Regions from separate parts of the Ovis aries genome. Here region 1 is linked to region 2. A link is a contact called in public Hi-C data. All regions are on one chromosome and are shown on one strand. Each heading gives the region's core, a stretch centred on a gene start, on an enhancer-like site or on the middle of the called end of the contact. The rest is flanking DNA. Distances are from core to core; before and after follow the strand shown.

What was found. Hi-C and Micro-C count contacts between places; a contact is called where the count stands out from the background.
Region 1: a Hi-C map of liver shows a contact between it and region 2, with 4 times the contacts expected there. The contact joins two enhancer-like sites. A contact is called at or near these places in 4 of 16 Hi-C or Micro-C datasets (liver, mixed tissues and tail adipose tissue).

What each region holds. Positions count from the first base shown.
Region 1 is chr6:97,342,758-97,349,711 of ARS-UI_Ramb_v3.0, forward strand. All of the region lies in intron 2 of RASGEF1B (RasGEF domain family member 1B), which reads right to left. Among named protein-coding and RNA genes, the nearest start is that of TRNAW-CCA, 230 kb to the left of the region's middle. Within about 2 kb of position 2,919, at least 2 of the 54 cell types and tissues checked have an H3K27ac peak or open chromatin away from gene starts, as enhancers often do. A contact at or near this core is called in liver, where this site is marked.
Region 2 is chr6:96,949,656-96,956,915 of ARS-UI_Ramb_v3.0, forward strand. The region is part of intron 4 of RASGEF1B (RasGEF domain family member 1B); the gene reads right to left. Among named protein-coding and RNA genes, the nearest start is that of TRNAW-CCA, 160 kb to the right of the region's middle. Within about 2 kb of position 5,331, at least 6 of the 54 cell types and tissues checked have an H3K27ac peak or open chromatin away from gene starts, as enhancers often do. A contact at or near this core is called in liver, where this site is marked.

The DNA.
Region 1 (6,954 bases), core at 1,669-4,168, 390 kb after region 2:
GACCCCAGAGACAGCAGCCCACCAGGCTCTGCCATCCCTGGGATTCTCCAGACAAGAACACTGGAGTAGGTTGCCATTTCCTTCTCCAAGGCATGAAAGTGAAAAGTGAAAGTGAAGTCACTCAGTCGTGTCCGACTCTCAGTGACCCCATGGACTGCAGCCTACCAGGCTCCTTTGCCCATGGGATTTTCCAGGCAAGAGTACTGGAGTGGGGTGCCATTGCCTTCTCCAAGATGGAATATTACTCAGCCATAAAAAAGGATTGAAACTGGGTCATTTGCAGTGATGTGTTTGAACCCAGAGTCTGTCATATACAATGAAGTAAATCGGAAAGAGAAAAACAAATATCATATATTAATGCATACATATATGGAACCTAGAAAAATGGTACTGATGAACCTATTTGCAGGGCAAGAATAGAGACGCAAACATAGAGACCAGACTTGTGGATATGGCAGGTGGAAGGAGAGGGTGAGACAAATTGAGAGACAAGCACTGCAATATACACACTACCATGTGTAAGATAAACCTCTAGTGGGAAGCTGCTGTAAAGCACGGGGAGCTCAGCTCAGTGCTCTGCGATGACCTAGAGGGGTGCGATAGGGATGGTGGGAGGGAGGTCCAAGAGGCAGGGGCTGTACATATACAAATAGCTGATTCAGGTTGTCGTACAGCAGAAACCAAGACAACATTGTAAAGCAACTATACTCCGATTTTTTAAAAAATCAGAAAAATCAGAGTCTGCACACACGCAGTTGGGTATAACTCTAAGCCAGTGAATCTCAAACGTTAGTGCCAGGAGAATCACCTGGAGTTCTTATTAAAACACAGACGTTGGGCTCCCCCCTTAGGGATTCTGATTCAGGAGGTCTGAGGTGGGGGTCCAAGAATTTGTGTTTCTAACACATTCTCAGGTAAAGTTCCTGATCCTGGTCTGGGAACCACACCTTGAGAACCAATAGTCTAAGAAATACCCCAAACAAATTCATGGCAGTGTAACTCTGCCTTTTAAGGTCACAGAAAAGAAGAAAATGAATCTCTGACTGGAATTTCCATAGCATTAATTTTCATCAGGACAGTAGTGAAACCTTCTGACATTTATATAAAACTTCCCATTTCTAAAGCCCTTTGATGCACACTGTCTCACCTGAACTTCCAAACATCCCTGTAGAGTACCTGTTTCACTCATTATAGGACACTGAGAAAACAGAGAGGGTAAGCAAGTTGCCCCAGTTTTCTTAGGTAGTAAGTGGTCAAGCCAAGATTTGGGTCATTGGCCTTCAGAAGTATTTCTGGGGTAGACTGTGACACAGGAATTGAACTCTGGGAGCATTAGGGTAAAATGTGAAATTCAGTTAAAATTAACAAAGCAAGGTTACTGTAGTCTCGCCATATCAATGTCAGAGGTTCTTTACCAATAAGTCAATATTAATTTCTTCTTACTCTGCACCATTTATAAAAGCTGAAGAATATTGGCATTCATAGTGAATTTAATTTTAAAAAACATCAAAGAAGCTCCTTTAAAAGGCTAACTAGAATGGAGACATATATATATATGTGTGTGTGTGTGTGTGTGTGTGTGTGTGTGTGTGTGTGTGTATACACACACATACACAAAGTCTGAATACAAAGGTCAGCAGCAACTGTGAACTCCAGGAAAAGGACACCACTGGGAGAAGAGGCATTACTTTTTAGCATCAGTTCCCTCATCCTCTTCCTACAGGGAGTGGATCTTTGATGTTTCCACCAGGTTAGCATCTTTGGATTTGAGAACCAGTAGGAAGCTCTGAATCACATGTATGGATATGAGAGTTGGACTATAGAGAAAGCTGAGTGCCGAAGAATTGATGCTTTTGAACTATGGTGTTGGAGAAGACTCTCGAGAGTCCCTTGGACTGCAAGGAGACCCAACCAGTCCATTCTAAAGGAGATCAGTCCTGATGTTAAAGCTGAAACTCTAATACTTTGGCCACCTGATGTGAAGAGCTGACTCATCTGGAAAGATCCTGATGCTGGGAAAGATTGGGGGCAGGAGGAGAAGGGGACGACAGAGGATGAGATGATTGGATGGCATCACCGACTCAATGAACATGGGTTTGGGTGGACTCCGGGAGTTGGTGATGGACAGGGAGGCCTGGTGTGCTGCAGTTCATGGGGTCGCAAAGAGTCGGACACAACTGAGCAACTGAACTGAAGTGAGGAAGCTCTGAATCTGCAGGAAGCAGAAGGAACTCCATGGTTGACAAAGTGCACAGAGATAATAACGATCGGACCCGAGGATGCGGTCCACAAATAGTCCCACCAGAATCCCCCACAGAAAGGATGAACCTCCTCCCTTGCTGTGCCCTTACACCCATGACCCAGGAGGATCCTACAAGCCCAGCGAGATGCTGAGTTCTGGGGCCAGGGGAGAAAACGCTGTCAGAACGTATTTTATGCACTTCATGACTACATTTGAATGTAACCCATTAGTGCCAGGAGGAGAGAGCAGAGCGACAAAGCCTCATCCCACAAAGCCACGACTAAGTTTCCCCAAAAGCCATCGACTTAACATAACCAGGCCAGACCCCCTCCGCAGAGTCACTCCACTGTTTTTTCCCAGAACAGAGAATCCATCCTGACATGGTCAGTGCTGAAGGAAAGAGAGACTGAAGGAATAAAGGCAGACAAGGGGCTGAAGGTTTCTGACTTTTAAAAGAACAGTAAGGAAACTCTACAATTCTAAGAATATCAGCACCTGTTATTTTTGAGTCAATAGCCATGGTACATTAAAGAAGACCACGTCGATTATTTTGAAAGATTACTGCTCAATATTTGAGAATTTAAAGCTAAAGATCCTTTCAAATCTCTACTGTAGCTTACACAAATCCCTCTGATAGGGCTTATCACAGACAGCTGGTCATGCACTGCAAGCTCACTGAGACCAGAAGCCAGAACGCAGTCATTTCTGTACACTGTACTTTAGCACCGTGACGGGCATAGCGGTGAGTACACTAATGATTGCATAAATGTTTGTTGAATGTCTAGTGAATCAGGGATGTAAGAGGGTGGGGAAAGAAGCGGGAAAGGAGGTACAAAGGGAGGAAGCAGGGAAGAGCGATGATAATGTGTGAATGATACCCTACATTGGAAAAAGTGCTATGAGTTGTATTGTGTCCCCCAAAAAGAGACGTTGATGACCCTGGTACCTGGAAATGACCCTGTTTGGAATTAGGGTCTTTGCAGATGATCCAGGTAAGATGAAGTCATTAGAGGGAGTCCTAATCCAATACAGCAGCTTCCCAGGTGGCTCAGTGGTAAAGACTCTGCCTGCCAATGCAGGAGATGCGGGTTCAATCCCTGGGTCAGGAAGATCCCCTGAGAAGGAAATGGCAATCTACTCCAGTGTTCTGCCTGGGAAATCCCATGGACAGAGGAAGCTGGCAGGCTACAGTCCATGGGGTCCTAACAGTCAGACTCAACTCAGTGACTAAACAACAGCAATCCAATATATCTGGTGTCCTTTTAGAAACCGGAAATCTGGACACAGACAGTCACAGAGGATGATGAGGGGAGGACATCCACATGGCGATGGAGGCAGAAACTGACTAAATGGATACAGATGCAAGCAAAGGAACCCCAAGGACCGTGAGCCACCACCAGGAGCTGGGAAGAGGCAAGAAAGGATTCTACTCAAAGTCTCAGAGGAAGCACAGTTCTGCTAATCCCTCAGTTTTGCACTTCTATCCCCCAGAACTGGGAGACAATGAATGTCTGTTGTTTGAAGCCACCTAGTTCGTGGGACTTTTTATGTAGCTTTAACAGACTAGTGCAGAGAGACTGTTCCATAGGTTTCTACTTATTGATCGTCTATTACTGTGGTTGACAAACTTTTCTTTTACAAAATATTTTAGGTGGCATGGGCTATAACGTCTCTGTCACAACAACTGAAGTCTGTCATGGTAACCTAACCGTAATCAGACAGTGCCTAAATATATAAATGTGTCTGTGTTCAAATATAAGTTTATTTTTTAAACACTGAAATTTGAATTACCTGTGTTATGTGTCATGAAATATTCTTTTGTTATTTTTCCCCCAACTATTTAAAAATGTGAAAACTTCTCTAGGCTTGCAGGCTGTACAAAAAGAGACAGTGGCCATATTTGGCCAGCAAGCTATAACTTGTCTACTCCAAGGTACAGATCTAGGAATCAGAAATACCTATCTCTAGTCCTGATTCCACTTATTATTCTTGCAACTTAATTAAATCATTGACTTCCATCTTCAAAGACTATAATAAATTTTTCTTCTCCACGTGGAAGTTCACAAGGATGAGATGAAAAATCATATATTTTAAAACACTTTGTATACAGTTAACCCTACTGATACTTGGATAGATTTAGCTCTGTCTCACTCTTCAGAAATATTAACAATAAGGTCAGGGTGATGATCAAGTTGACCGTGAGTCATGGAGCCAGGGCAGAAAGGAAAAAAGACCTAAGTCCCTTCAATCACCCACATCTTCAGATGGATCATGCAGGAGGAAAAGAAGATGCCTATCACACACAAGGGCGTGGGCAAATAAAGGACTTTCTGGGATAAACAGCATCTCCACTGCAATATACATCATCTTCTATGGTCACACTTGACCTGGGGCTAACTGCTGAACCAAGAATTTCTTTTAGGGAATGTTCTCAACCAGGACAGGCCTGCTGATGAGAGGCCAGAGCTCAGTTCCCTAGATTATCATTCTAAATAAACACTCTTCATCACTAAAGCTCCTTTGGCCATTCTTGAGTCCGTTGCTACAGTGCCAACAGCTGACAAAGCCATAAACATTACCCCACACACAGCACTTCGTCACATTCACCACCGCAAGGAATTGGAACCCTGCCACTGGGCTCCGCGGGGGCTGAACTAGAGCTGACAGCTCCAGATTTTCAGGTCTGGCACAAGGTAAAGCCAAAGAGAGCACCGCAGAAGAAAGAAAAAAGCTCACAGGAGGAAGTTTCACTTTTCCCACACAACAAAACAGGGCTGCAGACTTCCCTGGGACAGAGTGATTCCTTGAGGAGGCCAGAGCAGACCCTCCACATGGCTAGCACACACGAGTTGCGGTCATAAACAAGGATTTCACTCCAAATTAATTATTCTCATTCTCCTTTGTCCCTAAGACTGTATTTCCTTGATGTAGAGACAAGCGTGGTCACTAAACTTACTCTCAGCTCCTGACTCCTCGTACTCATGTTTGAAGTGAACAGGAGAGAATTCACATCTTTTGCCAACTCCTGGCTGCCACCAATATCTGGAGTTTCATACTCCTTGTTGTCTTCCTCTCCATCCCCATCCACCCTGGCATATCACTGTGCGTGTGTGTGTGCGTGCGTGTGCATGTGCGTGTGCGTGTGCGTGTGTGTGTGTGTGTGTGTGTGTGTGTGTGTGAAATGGATGAAGCACAAGCTGGATTCAAGATTGCTGGGAGAAATATCAATAATCTCAGATACGCAGATAACATCACCCTTATGGCAGAAAGCAAAGAGGAACTAAAGAGCCTCTGAATGAAGGTGAAATATGACAGTAAAAAAAATCTGGCTTAAAACTCAACATTCAAAAAACTAAGATCATGGCATCCAGTCCCATCACTTCATGGCAAATAGATTAGGAAACAATGGAAAACAGTGACAGACTTTATTTTCTTGGACTCCAGAATCACTGTAGATGGTAACTGAAGCCATGAAATTAAAAAATACTTCCTCCTGGAAGAAAAGCTATGACCAACCTAGACAGCATATTAAAAAGCAGAGACATTACTTTGCCAACAAAGGTCCATCTAGTCAAAGCTATGGTTTTTTCCAATAGTCATGTATGGATGTGAGAGTTGGACTATAAAGAAAGCTGAGCACCAAAGAATTGATGCTTTTGAACTGTGGTGTTGGAAAAGACTCCTGAGAGTCCCTTGGACTGCAAGGAGATCCAACCAGTGCATCCTAAAGGAAATCAGTCCTGAATATTCACTGGAAGGACTGATGCTGAAGCTAAAGCTCCAATACTTTGACTACCTGATGTAAAGAACTGACTCAATGGAAAAGATCTTGATGCTGGGAAAGACTGAAGGCAGGAGGAGAAGAGGACAACAGAGGATGAGATGGTTGGATGGCATCACTGATGGACATGAGCTTGAGCAAACTTCAGGAACTGGTAATGGACAGGGAAGCGCAGAGTATTGCAACCCATGGGGTCTCAAACAGTCGGACATGACTGAGTGACTGAACTGAACTGAAAATGGAAATAAGACAGCTTACCTGAGAGTACTTTGTAAGAATTTAAGAGGATGTGTGCTCCAAAAATAGTAGCTATTATTATTATTTCAGAGCATTCTGGACTTCTTCTCCAGCTTTGTCTCCAGCCATTCTTACTCTACAGGCTTCACAAATGCCTATTTACAGGGGTGTATCTGTGCCACTGGGATTCTCTGGTTGCTAAGATAGTAACGAATCTGCCTGTAATGTGGGAGACCCAGGTTCGATCCCTGGGTTGGCAAGATCCCCTGGAGAAGGAACTGACAACACCCTCCAGAATTCTTGCCTGGGAAATCCGATGGACAGGGGAGCCTGGCAGGCTAAAGTCCGTGGGGTCACAAAGAGTCAGACACAGCTGAGTGACTAACACACGCATACACACCTGTGCCACTGAAGTTCACAACGGTGCATGAGGAAGCAGAGGAAAGCTACAAGGTTACTTGAAGACTGGGCTCTAGCAAGTGGCTGGAGACAGGGAGGGGGATTGGCCCCTCCTCCCTCTAATGATCTCTGGTCTATCGTATGCTAGCAAATTTTCATGTCCCTGGCTGAACTAGGTGGATCATGACTCATACTGTGAATACTGTGCAGTCCTTGAGAGAAGAGAAAAGTGATACGAATGATCATTTTCAACACACATGGTTATGCTTGCAGGTCTGAATTATTGAGAAAATAT
Region 2 (7,260 bases), core at 4,081-6,580:
GGTCCAAGTGCCATGACAGTCAGGTTCACTCTCCTCTGTCCTCCAATGCACAAACTGAGACCTGTGCAGTGAGGTGAAGTGACCAGATTAGGACGACACAGTCACATAGCTACAGCATCAAGTGAGCCCAACGCAACTTCCTTGCGTGTTGCACACACACACCCCTGCAGCCTTCGGTTGGTCGACAGGAATCACTAACCCACAAAATGGTCACAAATTACTTAGAATTCCCTTTCAAACAATCAGCACCAAAAGTACTTCTTAATTATTTACTCCCATTAAGTGGGCAAGGATCCAGATATGGACAAAGACACAGAGTGTATGAAGCCCTCTTCTGGGGCTTAAGAGCCTTGAAAACTTTGGAGAGTCACTTACTCACCCCTAGGTATATTCTCTTGAGAGTCCCTTGGACTGCAAGGAGATCCAACCAGTCCATTCTGAAGGAGATCAACCCTGGGATTTCATGGGAAGGAATGATGCTAAAGCTGACGCTCTAGTACTTTGGCCACCTCATGCAAAGAGTTGACTCATTGGAAAAGACTCTGATGCTGGGAGGGATTGGGGGCAGGAGGAAAAGGGGACGACCGAGGATGAGATGGCTGGATGGTTATCACGGACTCGATGGACGTGAGTCTAAGTGAACTCCGGGAGATGGTGATGGACAGGGAGGCCTGGCGTGCTGCAATTCATGGGGTTGCAAAGAGTCAGACACAACTGAACGACTGAACTGAACTGAACTGAGGTGTATTCTTCACCTGGAAAATTATTTCCAGTTTTGCTCTCTCCTTCCAAAATTCTAAATAATAACAAACTACCAATTTCCTTTATGGCAAAGTTAGAGCATTTTTTAGAGCAATGACAAGGGGCATTTGTATTGTTCCTGGGAACTGTGTACAAAGTATCAACACACCAAAACCTCTCTGCTGCTGCTGCTGCTGAGTCGCTTCAGTCGTGTCAGACTCTGTGCGACCCCATAGACGGCAGCCCACCAGGCTCCCCCGTCCCTGGGGTTCTCCAAGCAAGAACACTGGAGTGGGTTGCCATTTCCTTCTCCAATGCATGAAAGTGAATAGTAAAAGTGAAGTCGCTGGAGTGGGGTGCCATTGCCTTCTCCGAAAACTCTCTGACAAGGTACCAAAAGAAAATACTGCAAAGAGCAAAGGATGGTAAACTGAGATAAGTTAATTGGGGTTACAGTTTACTAAAAATCTAATTTAAGAAAAGACCATGTCACTGGTTGCTTTCTGCCTTCTAATTAGCCCAAAGTTCTGTTGTTGATCAGCTGATTGATTTGACCACAAACCATCTTGATAATTCAACTTGCATACTGCGTTTCAAACCCAGGTCTTCACATTCCAGGTTCAAAATTTACAACTCTACATCATGCTATACTGCAAATGGTCTTCTTTGAACTTCTAATGTTTACCCATTAAATGAAAAGCCTGTCAGTCTGTCCCAAATTGTAGTCTATTAGAATAATTTATATGCTTTACAAGTTCTACATAAATCCTTGCTCCAAAGATGCATGATAGGCCATTAATTACTCTTATTAAAAAGCAACACTGTCAACAGAAGTATTTAAGATACTGACCTTTGCCATCAAAGAATAATCCCCTCTAGTCAAAGATTTCAGAGATTCTCATATACACTTCTTTATATTTTAGTTTCTTTGAAATTGGGATTCATTAGATAGTTGAGTGACAAGAAAATACATTTAACCATCAGTCTTTTTTTTTAGCAATATATAATGCATGTAAGAATTAAAGATTTTAAAATTTAAAAAATAAAAAACTAAAAAAAAAAAAAGAGCATCTTATAATGGATGAAATCTTAGATTCAATGAAATACAGTGATATTTGCTTGTGTGTACTTTATAGATTTCCAGAAAAAAATCTGATGAGATAAAATGACACAAAGAAAGCTCATAGATCACAGTAGGCATAACTAATTTCTGGACAATCTCTAGCAAGTGGCCAGTCTGTTTTTTGGAAAGATCAACTGCCTTGCGTAATAGATGTATTTGTTAAACAAGAGGAAAGGTCAGCAGAATGGCACAGAAAGTACTGTTTGTGAAGTGGATTTTTAAATACTTCCAAAGATAAACATAGTGGAATTTTTTTCTCTCAAGTATCTTTCCTCTTATTATCCACATCAGGAACTGTTTATTTAGCATTGCTCAAACTTGATGTCCAAGACTTTAGTTCAACCTGCTACATTTCTAGAATTAAATAGGGAGGCTCAGAAGATTAAATATTGGCTTGGTTTTTGTTTAAGAAAACAAATTCACAGAATGTCCAAGTACTGGACATGAGAATCCAAAGAAGCATTTAGCCCCGGGAGCTATTAATTCCAGGAATCCTTTGCTAACATTACCCCAGTGGACGGAAGACTGAGTTTAAGGTAGTTCCTACCCACAGCTTCCATTTATTTTCTTTAATCTCAGTGAAGCTCTGGCTTCTTATCTGCAGCAAACCTTCTCTTTACAGTTCTCACAATTACTATGTTCTGTCTGTGGGGTTTTGTAAACTCTCAATTTACTTACCTTCTCTATCCTTTCCAGCATAATCTCAACACTACCTTCTCCATCCTCCTTTAGCACATCCTCCACCAAGTTCTCCATCCTTCTTTAGTACAAATTTTGCCCAACCCAGTGTACCTGCTGTGGGGACCAGCTAGCAAAAATTCTGGTTTAGGAGAAAGTCACTTTTTTCCAAAACTGAAATAAGTGACAGCATTAAGTGCTGTGCTGTGCTCGGTCTTGTCCAACTCTTTGAGATCCTATGGACTGCTGCCCGCAGGCTCCTCTGTCCATGGGATTCTCCACACAAGAATACTGGACCGGATTGCCATTTCCTCCCCCAGGCGATTAAGCAGAGTCCTTAATTTGCTGGTTAAGTCAAACTTCAAAGCAGTTAACTCCTTTGGAAAAAGTGAGATTTATGTGAGATGCTTGAAAAAGCTGTTGACTCTATTCAAATTACTACCAGGAAGATAAGGCTTAAGAGACAGGTTAACCTCACAAACAGTTCTCACCTTGCAAAGTTTCATTTGTAACCCAGTTGCTGGAAACTCAGAATATATTCTATTTGGCCAGTGGCTCTAGCTCTTTAGGGAGATCACAAACTTCTCTGCAAGAAATCAACCAACAAATGTGTATATACTTTTAGAGAGTTCAGATCTCAGATTAGGAAGTATGTGTGCTGGCCTGTACAGAACTTGGATCGTATTTATTACCCACTTCCTCAAAGAAGGAGAATATGGTGGTTCTGAAGAGAACCTTGGTGTAACACATTCAAAACTGGCTCCTTAGAAAGCAATATTTTTTTTTTTTCCTGGTAGTACTGATCCAATGGAGTTAAAGAGAATGAAAAAGACACTTCTTTTTTGGGGGGGCAGAGATAATTAAATAGGCCTCCCCGCCTCCCACACCCTCCACAAACTGAGGACTTTGGAATGGAGAGAAGGCAATGAGACAATGGGAAATGAATTTGGTTTTTAAAACAATGACCCAGGATAAAAGAAAGCTTTGAGTCGCCAGAATTAGCATACAGATTACAGGTTCTTCTGGGAAACTTCCGAAGGGGAAGTAAGCGATACCCAATCCAGGTATACAAGATGAATGCTCTTTCTTAAAATGAATTTGGGAACCTGGAAAGTTGGTTGACAGACAAGATATCTCACAGGAGCAGCTAATTCAGTCACAAAGATATATCATGTTCTTTCAAGGACCCTGCCAGAGTTCAGCGTGACATTGATCCAGCAGCAAGGAAGCAGGCTCTGGGTGATTTAAGGGATGAATGGATTTGAAAGGCATGCCTAATGGTTTCAAACCAACTAAGGCACCAGATGAAAAGCAGACTGTGCTTGAATCAGCGACTGCTTTTGCACAAGGTTATTTATGGGGAGGCAGGTGCATGAGGCTAAGGTGGTTTCAGGTGACAATGCAAATTGGAAAAGAGGGCCAGGAAAAGATGGGTGTGGGAACTAAATCAAAGGCCATCCTTCAACATCTGCTTTAGGTGTTTTGTAAATCTCTACCAAGATGTCAAGTCAGCATTTCATTTACACCCAGGAGAATGAGATTGCAAAGGGTAGGAGTGTAAGAAAAAAAAGAGGTGTATTTCTCCCTATTTCATCATAGAGCGCCTTGGTGAGATATTTAATAAACCCAATGCCTTTATATTGATTACTATCTTTTTGCTTCTGTTCAAAAATGCTGGGCATGTGTCCCAGTGAGGTAGAGGATAGCCACTCTATCACAGTTGAACTTCGAAACCATATTTGCTTAGTAAGGAGAGGCTTAATTTAAGATCCGGGAATGACTGGTTCCCAAATTCCCATCTAGATTCCAGAGGAACTTTGCCCTTTGGTGAGAGGCCACCACTTCCCTTTCTCACTTGAGGTTCCAGAGATGGGAATGAAAAAAGAGTTCACATATTTCAGCTTGACTCCAGCTGGGATCTCAAGTACTTTTGTCCTCCTTCAGGCACTGTGGAATCTCAGAAGACAACAGTCAACAGTAGGCTCAGAGAGTGTTTCTCTAATTATGGATCTGAGTTGGAAGAAAGTAAAATCAAGTTTCCAACACAATCTAAAACATGCTTATTTTGAGCTTGAAAACATCTCAAAGATGATCTTCTCATTTCTCCCTAGCAGCATCTCTAGATGCTAGTAAAGCTACACCTTTGTTAACCTCCTTGAAAAAAGAGGTATTGTGTTGAGATTACAAACAATGCAGAGCAGACAAGTAAGAATGGACTCACCTCTTTGGCGTGAGAACAAAAAGTAAGTAACTCCCAGATAAGTACATTCTTTGGAACTGAGCCCCAGATGCTTAGGAGATCTCACAGTCAAGGGGAAATAATCAGTATTTCTGAGGAAAGAAGGTCCTATTTCTCTCTATAAGCATGAAATAGGGATATTTCCTGATTTGTTACAGGTTTCCATATAAAAAAATGAATTTGCATTTTGCTTCATTTCCCCTAGATGCTACTTTAAAAAAAAAAAAAAACTAATTCCTAATCAACGAAGGAAAAGAATTCTGACTCAAATAATTACTATCTTTGGTTTCCCTGGAAGAAAAACAAAGCTAAAGTTTGTCATCTTTTGACTTGGGAATATCTTGTCAGCAGTTTATCAAGACACAAAATAACAATTCAGTACATGGAAACTATAAATAGGCCTGGAGGATCATTTAAAACCTTTCTTTGAGATAAATCTTTACTATTTTTTTTTTTTTTGTAGGAAATGATCCCCATGCATATTCTTCCTACAGTTTTTCATCTACAACTTCCATGCAGTTCCTGGCCTTAACAGTAGATGGCTCCACGTTCCTTGTCGTTGAAAGGGCTGGTGCATTCTAGCAGAAACAGTAGGTGCTGGTTTAGAAAAGTAAAAGGACAATTGGGAGTTCTGGGGGAAATTTTTTGAGAAATTGGCATGTGTGATTGTGGCAAATTACTGAACTTTGGAAGGTGGCATTGCTCATGAAATACAGTTGCAAACATACAAAGCCAGTCGGTCTTATTTCCTTACGTCTTGGGTGCTGTTTATGATGAGAATTAATTGTCATTTTCCCAGAGGAATAAAAATGATCTTCTGGATAATCAAAATCATCATCATCTAATTAAGGGCTGTCAAAAAGAGCTTGCTGAGATATTTGAAACTTTCTTTTTCTGGCCAATACATCAGCCACTTACACACATAGCTATTGAGCACTTAAAACATGACTCGTGCAATTTTTTTTGTTTTGTTTAATTTAGTTAAACTTAAGTTCATATATCCCCATGTGGCTAGTTACTGAACAGCACTGGCTACCATATTGCACAGCACAGAGATAAGTAGTGGAATCATCATTTACACATGATAGATTTCAAGTCAAATTACAGAATATCAAATGGGGAAGCAACCTTAACTAAAAGGGTTTATGTTTCTACACCCAATTTACCTCAGTAGGAAAATAACCTGATACTTAGGACATTTAGTAAACAAGTATAATTTTCTATCAACATGGTTACTGGGATAATACTATTTTTTTGACTGCAAGTTCTTGAAAAATTACCCTTATCTGCCACCCCTCCTCCATTCTTCCCTTTTAGATAAACAGAAGGATATTAGTGGTCTATAAAGTGCTTTCCTTTCTTACAAGACTAACTTGTGCTTTCTCTGTGTTACAGTAATTTTCATACCAGAGTTTCCTAATAAAATATGAATCAACTGAATGACTTCTAGACATAGACATACCTCGAAACAAAGTAATATACAGACCATATAAAGTAATATACAGACTTGTCAAAAGATTGATTTTAAGATGATCGGTTTTAATAGTAACACTAAATTAAAAGGTCAAAAAATTTTCCTCATTCAGCCTTCTTGAAAACTAGCATTTTTAAAAACACTTGTAGGAGAAAAACAAAAGGCAGTTCAGGCAAACAGTAAATCTTTACATAATTTTCATCAATAAGAAATTTCACTCTCCTGTCTTCATTTTTGTGTACCCAGAAAGTAGCTGAACATCTAACCACAGATCATTACTTCAGCCTTCATTCTTCCACAGCCAATAAATGGTACAAATGAATGAAGTGATAGTATAGCAAAATAAGTCAGCTAACACAGAGCTAAAAGAGACTCATAAATCATCTAGTGTGACAACTCATCAATTTCACAGATGTTGCAGGCATAGGGAGAGAAGGAGTGACTTGTTAGGGCTCCATACTGATTAGACCCCTCCTCTCTATTTCCAAGGCAGAAATCTGCCTATAGCACTTGGCTACATCTGTCATTCTAGGATGAGAGGGTTGCACAAATCTAATTTTTATAAATTTAACTGCAAACCCCAAAGTACAACTGAAGGGGAGGTAACATCTGAATTCAACCACCAAAGACAAAAACCTCATCAATCTTAAGTATTTTCAATATTATAATTCGTCTCCTTACAACCACACAAAATGTTGGCTTTTCCATTTATTATCTGTGGCATCAGAATCAAGATTCTAAGTCCCTGCTTCAGAGATGCCAGATTCTTCTCCCAAGGAAGGGAGGATACATTTCCTCATCTCTTGTTCAAGCAGATATTCTCTCTGGGGTCATCCGAATTCTCCTCCAAAGTCCAATTGTTCCAGGCCACCTCTGGAGATTGATGAAGTTGAACCCATCTTTTCCTCTGCCATATTAGGTACCTTACCAACATAGACCATCACCTAGCTTTGCCCTTTCAATTTTCTTAACCATTTCTTTTTTCTCCTAGAGAGGTGTTATTCA